Regions from separate parts of the Columba livia genome. Here region 2 is linked to region 1. A link is a contact called in public Hi-C data. All regions are on one chromosome and are shown on one strand. Each heading gives the region's core, a stretch centred on a gene start, on an enhancer-like site or on the middle of the called end of the contact. The rest is flanking DNA. Distances are from core to core; before and after follow the strand shown. Region 1 overlaps DLGAP4 (DLG associated protein 4). Region 2 has its middle 13 kb from the start of AAR2.

Evidence for each region. Hi-C and Micro-C count contacts between places; a contact is called where the count stands out from the background.
Region 2: a contact with region 1 is called in a Hi-C map of crop, with 2.4 times the contacts expected there. The contact joins two enhancer-like sites. A contact is called at or near these places in 2 of 2 Hi-C or Micro-C datasets (crop and liver).

Annotation. Positions count from the first base shown.
Region 1 is chr16:14,973,559-14,976,532 of bColLiv1.pat.W.v2, forward strand. The region is part of intron 5 of DLGAP4 (DLG associated protein 4); the gene reads right to left. Among named protein-coding and RNA genes, the nearest start is that of TGIF2, 70 kb to the left of the region's middle. Within about 2 kb of position 1,598, at least 1 of the 3 cell types and tissues checked has an H3K27ac peak away from gene starts, as active enhancers do.
Region 2 is chr16:15,133,660-15,136,633 of bColLiv1.pat.W.v2, forward strand. No RefSeq gene overlaps it. Among named protein-coding and RNA genes, the nearest start is that of AAR2, 13 kb to the right of the region's middle. Within about 2 kb of position 1,387, at least 1 of the 3 cell types and tissues checked has an H3K27ac peak away from gene starts, as active enhancers do.

The DNA of each region.
Region 1 (2,974 bases), core at 348-2,847:
GCAGAGAGAGAGGGTGTGAGGGGTGAGGGGTGTCCCCACGGCACGGGGGGCTGTGCTGGAGCTGCCGCCCTGCCAGACCACCCCTGCCTGCGGCACCCCTGCCAGGCACCGGCACATGTGACAGCATGGAGACGGTGCTGGGCACCAAGTCCGCCACTCGGCCCCTGTTGCTGCTTTTTCTCACCTTGCTGGCCCCTGGCCTGAGCAACCAAGTCTGGCACATGGGTGAAGGTTTGTGGGGTGCAGGGGAAGGTGAGGGGACAAGATCTCGGGTCCTGCTGCCCCCAGGAATACAGTGCAGTTTCCAGGTTAGTCCAGCTGAACCCCAGTGAGGACAAGGGATCCACACCAGCTGTCAGAGGCACAGCCTTGGTGACAGACCAGCTCTTGCACAGGCTGATGCTGGGGTCTGGGATCAGGGAAACACTCTATTCACCATCTGGACTGGTGGGAAAGGGGTGAGGTGTGGGGTGAAAAATGACTTTTAAATGGTATTTTGTGGACTTGGCAACTGGAAACATCTGCAGGATTTTTTAATTATTATTATTTGTGTAGAAGAACCCAAGAGTTTATCTGGAAGAAGTTAAGGCAGACCCAAACCTGAATGACAGTGCTGCAGGAGTGGGAGACGGCTGGTATTTCCAGCAGCAGCCTCCGCAGCAGGAGAAGAGCAGGGCTGTCACTGAGCCTGACCCAGCCAAGACCAGAGCCACGGTCTCTGCTGACACCCAGGTGCACAGGGGCTGGGAAAGATGTGGGAACGATGGGAAGGATGTGGGAGGAAGAGGAGGGATGTAGGAAAGGTGGGGTGGCCCCATTCTTCCATTCCACCATGAGACCCTGTGTGAAGGAGTCCTTGTCACAGATGAGGTGGGGCATGGTTCAGTACACGATTAGCCACATCAGCCCAGGCGAGCTGTGGGGACTCTCCCTCTTGAATCGCACACAATTCCTGCAGAGGACCCTTGAGGTGCCGCTTCCCAGGCATCCAGCAGGGCCATGGGCGCAGAGGTCTGTCCTTCACCAGCCCAGGGGACAGTGAAGCTGAGGGCAGAGAGCATCCCAGCTGGGCAGGAACCCTGTGCAGAGTGTTGACCTCCAGGAAGGACCGTGGCACCTCCTGAATCTCCATTGCAGGATGTGATGAGGACAGCTGAGCAGCCAAGTACAGCGTTGCACCCCAAGTCCTGGGCTGTGTCGATTGCCTTGGTTCCCTCAGCCTGAGTGGGTTTGCTACGTGAGCTCACCGTGCACCCATGGTGTGAGTCGGTTGTGTCCTGGGGCAGGCCGTGGCCCTGCCAGCCTCCCTGTGCCCACCCCACTGGGCTTCACCCTGATCACCCTCACACCTGTCTGTGGGGAAAGAGAGTCACAGGGCAGGCAACAGCCTTTGGAAGGGCAGGGACCCTTTCACAGGGACGGATCCTGTCTCACTCCTCTGTGCCTGCCTCTGGCTCAGGCTGCAGCTCTCCCTGCAGTCCCTCCTGTCCCTCCTGTCCCACACCACGGGTCCGGCCAAGCAGACCGAGGACCTTGGCGAGGGGTGGCACAGGGCTGTGCCAGGGCACAGTGCGCCACTGCTGTCCCGGGGCTGTGCCGGGCTGGCGGGAACCCCAGGGAGGCTCCGCGGCACCCAAACGTGTCCCCTAAGCTTCCTGGTGCGGGGGCGAAGCGCAGGGCCGGTCGGCAGATGGCGGCCGTGCTCAGGCTGCGGCCGCCCCGCGTCCCCGCTGGAGCTGCGAGCCCCTTCCCGCCAGCGACCCCCGCTGGGGACCGAGCTCTCGCCGCCACGGCCGCGCCCAGCCCCGCGCTGCCCAGACCCCCCTGCCCGCGCAGCTCGGCCGGCTCTGCCCCCGCTCGAACACCCTCCCGTCCTCAGAGCTGCCTGTCCTTGGGCTCCCATGGACCCCGGCAGCCCCGGTGCGGTCATAGCCTGATGGAGGTGACCTGGATGGACAATGAGCCCAAGACCAGACCAACGTCAGCCTCCCAGCTTGGGTATTTTGCATCAGAGATGCCTGGACCCAACTTTACTCCCCCTGAAGTGGATGCAAAGGCAGGGAACAAGGATGGATTCAGAGCCAGCATTTCCAGGGCTCCCCACAGTTAATTTTGTCACTGTCCCTCAGTAGAAAACAGCATCTGGTCTTTGGTCTGAAGCCACCATGAGTGGTCTCCACACTGTCTGCTGCACACTCACTTCCTTCTGGCTCTGCTGAACGTCAGCAGTTCATCCGCAGTGGCTCCTGCCTCCTCCTGCCCCTTTGTGCTGCGCCTGAGCCACAGAGTCCAAAACACTGTCAGCCTTTTACAGCCCCTGGGTGCCTTGTCCCGGAAAGCAGAGCAGCTGGTGAGGACACTGCACAGTGTCACCTCCTGTAAGGTGGTCCACACAGACCCTGTCCTTCCAGGACCAGCCTCTTGCCCAGAAAGCTTTTGCTGTGTTTGCCTTGCTCTGCCATCTATCTGGCTGGAGCCACGGTGGGCCTTCTTCCCTCAATACCTGATCCCAGACCTTTTAACTCTCCTAGCCTCAGGGTATCATCCAGCCTAATGTGCCAACACTTTCTGGCTGGTCCCAGAGTCCCTGGGACACCTGTGAACAAAGCAGATGGCACAGTCCCAGCAGCCTGTGGGCTGCATGCCAAGTGTCCTCAGCCATGAGCATCTCCCACATCTAAATAGCATCATGGGGCTGGGATCTCAGAGGAGTGGATGCTTAGAGGGGAAATCCACACAGCTCCATCAAAGAGGTGCCCTCACCAGCACTGGGAGGACAGGGACCTGGCGCAGGCTACTAACACCAGGGCTATTTGGAGCCACCAGGATGGAAAGATCTCTCCGTTCCTCTGCCATATCTTCTTCTGTCCTGCTTCTCTGCTCATCTGCCTGCTCCATGGGCAGTCTGAGCTGGTCTGCAAGAACCCTGCTGGGCTCTGTTCCCCAGGTGGGGTTTTCATGTGGGTGCTGCTGG
Region 2 (2,974 bases), core at 137-2,636, 160 kb after region 1:
GGCTGTGTCACCTCCCCTCTACCCCCCGCTCCCTGTGGAAATTAACCCTCTCTCGGCTGTCCCAGCTCAGCACCTCACACCTGCTTTGTGCCGCTGCACACTCAGCACATTCCGGGAGCGTTCAGAGGACCGAGGGCTGAGCGCAGACCGGGAGCCCTCTCCTGGGCACAGCGCCCTGCAGCACCTCCCGGCCCGCGCTGCAAGAGCAGGAACAGCACAGGCGTAAGCCCCCACATCACCCCCCGTGTGAGAAGAGGGAGAGGGAAGGTTTTGAGAAGCATTGGAAGCAGAGCAGCTACTCACGAGCCCAAACCCACCCAGCTGCCCGGCGACTTCAGGTGTGTCATGCTCACACAGGTAGCTCAGCTCTGCGCATATCCACGCACCTATAACTTCATGTACGCAGCTGGTCGGGCAGCTCTGAGGAACTCTACCTGGTGGCACTAGTAACGCCAGCCAAAAGGTGCTTTTACTGAGCGGTGATCTGAGAGGAACACAGAAAAAAATTGCTTTACTGCTGGTACCAGACAAAATCTGCTGTTTCAGTACTGAAGCATGGGAAGGCTGACGGAGTTAAATCACATTAGAACTGGACTAGGACCCCGACACGACAATAGAAGTTGTCTGGTCTTTCGAAGCAGTAATAAATGTTTTGTCACTGAAGAAGTAAAGGAAGAGGGAGAAAAAAAACGTAAATCAAAGGTAACATCTTCTTTGGGAATTTAAAAGAATCTTGCAGAGAATGGTGGATAATAAAGAAGGCGGAACATCTTCCTGCTAATGCAGGAGAGCTCTTGACCTGCCTCCTTCTGCTGAGTAATAAACTGAATGAGAACCCCAGAAGCAATATTAGATCACACTGGTCATTGGTCTTGTTAAGAAAATAAGTCCATTAAATGAACACACATGGGCAGTGTGAACTTCCAGCAACAAGGAACACGCACAGCCCTCCTCAGTGAAGTCTTGGTAATGAAATAAAGTCATTAAATGGCCCGGAGTGACCACGCCCCACAGCTGGGTAATGTGTTTAACAGGTCCCTGCTGAATTGCACTTGGGACGTCTCTCAGAAGTCTGCAAAGCTCATAGCAATGATCAGCAGATTCTCAAGTGATGCCTTTTAAATCTTGAAGTGGGTGTTTGAAAAAAACAAAACCACCACCAGACAAGAGGCCATGCGTAGCACAAATGGAAGAAGTGAGCCCACGAGGCCACCTAGCACTTCCCCTGCCTGAATCATCTCCTCTCCCCAGCTGCTGCAAGGTCTGACAGCTCATCCCTGCTCCATCGCCTCCTGCCCAGATGCCAGTTCACTTCAGCCAGATGTGCGGCTCTCCCAGGCGCGGTCAGGGGTGTCCTGTGGCAGGAGCAGGGCTGCACCCTGCGCACGGCCCTGCTCCCGACCTGCATGCTGCAGCCCTCCCTCGCAGAACCATCTGCCAATGGGGCCTGGCTTGGGGTCCCCTCAGCACAGCCCTGGGTTGGGGTCACCCACCATCCAACCTGTCTGAGCAGCTCACAGCAGCGTGAAAGGCACAAGGACTTCAGCAGAGAAGGCACAAGCAGCATTGAGTGAATCCTTATTCATGTAGCTACGTAAAATCCTCCAGCAAACCTCACTAAAAGGACAATTTGCCTTCCTGTTACTGGGAATGGTTGACCTCTGCTCGGTGGGAACAACCATCCATGAGGGCAGGTTATTGTACAACTGCGTGGTACAAAGCCTGTTTTGTTGCTCTGTGGAGTAGGCGCTACCGGTGCGGGGCAGCCAGACCCCTTCTGACCAACATGTGACTGCAGGGCCATCACCCTCCCAGCTGGGGCGGCCAGTACGGACTGAGGACACATCTCTAGGGTAGCAGTGATGGGGCAGCGCTCCCAGGGACAGCCACCCACTATAAACAACTCCTTGGACTGACTGGAGCGAGACTTTCTCCAGACAGCTGCATTAGCTGCCGAGTACTTACAAACAAAAGGATGGATCAGGAAAACAAAGTTGTTCTGTAGCACAACCGCATAAACTACAACATCCAATGCCAAACCTGTGAAGATGGAGCCACCCAGAGGCCCTTCTTCTTCACTGAAACCCCTTCTCTGCGAAGGAGCGACTTTCTTGAGCCAAACACATTTTAACTGCAAAGTTTGTTTTAAAACACGCGATGTAACCTGTGCTGCTGCCAGTGATGCTGGAGCCCCCCAGAAAAGGCAAAGCAAGCGTCCCCTACCCCCAGAACACAGGCAAAGGCATTGTGGGGGGGAAGCTGTAAAAACTCACATCGTTAACAGGACTGCTTCAGGAACATCAACTAACAAGCCTCTTACCAGTTTGCTGAAGTTATGAGCAAATTTCACTGCTAACCTTCCAGTTACAGAATTTGCTTGGAGTACCCAGCATAGGCTCCTGAAGCACAATTAACAGGAACTCCCGCTGTTTAAACAGACAGCTTCATAAAAAATGGGTCAGATTCTCAAGGAAATTCATGTCCCTTGGAGATCTTTTCCCAACAGACATGGCCATCTCTTTGCTTGCTCAAGTGCAAGGAGAATCTCAAATATTGTCGAGTCGAAAGAAACAGCACTTGTTTCATGCAACTTCTGATACCTGCAAGACAAGAACAAAACCTCGCCTGCTTCAACAGTGACAGGCAATGTCTTTTCCAAAGGCATCTTCTTCAACAACATCCTCGACGTCCCTCGTTTCCAAACCTCAGCAGCCGGCGCTAAGCCTTCCTGATGCCACCAGCTCTTCCCCACACTTCCAGCTGCTCCCCAGCAGAGGGAGAAATAAGGGATTTTTGAATATAAATCAATGGCCATTTACTTTTTAAAAATTTATTTTAGAAATACCTGTAGATATGAAACTTGCCATCTGTATTAGGGTTTAAATGTATTGCAGTGTATAAAAATAATAGTAATTATCTTTATGCTCCCATCTCATCCAAAAGAATTCAGTCACAGTGATCAGAGCTGGGGGGA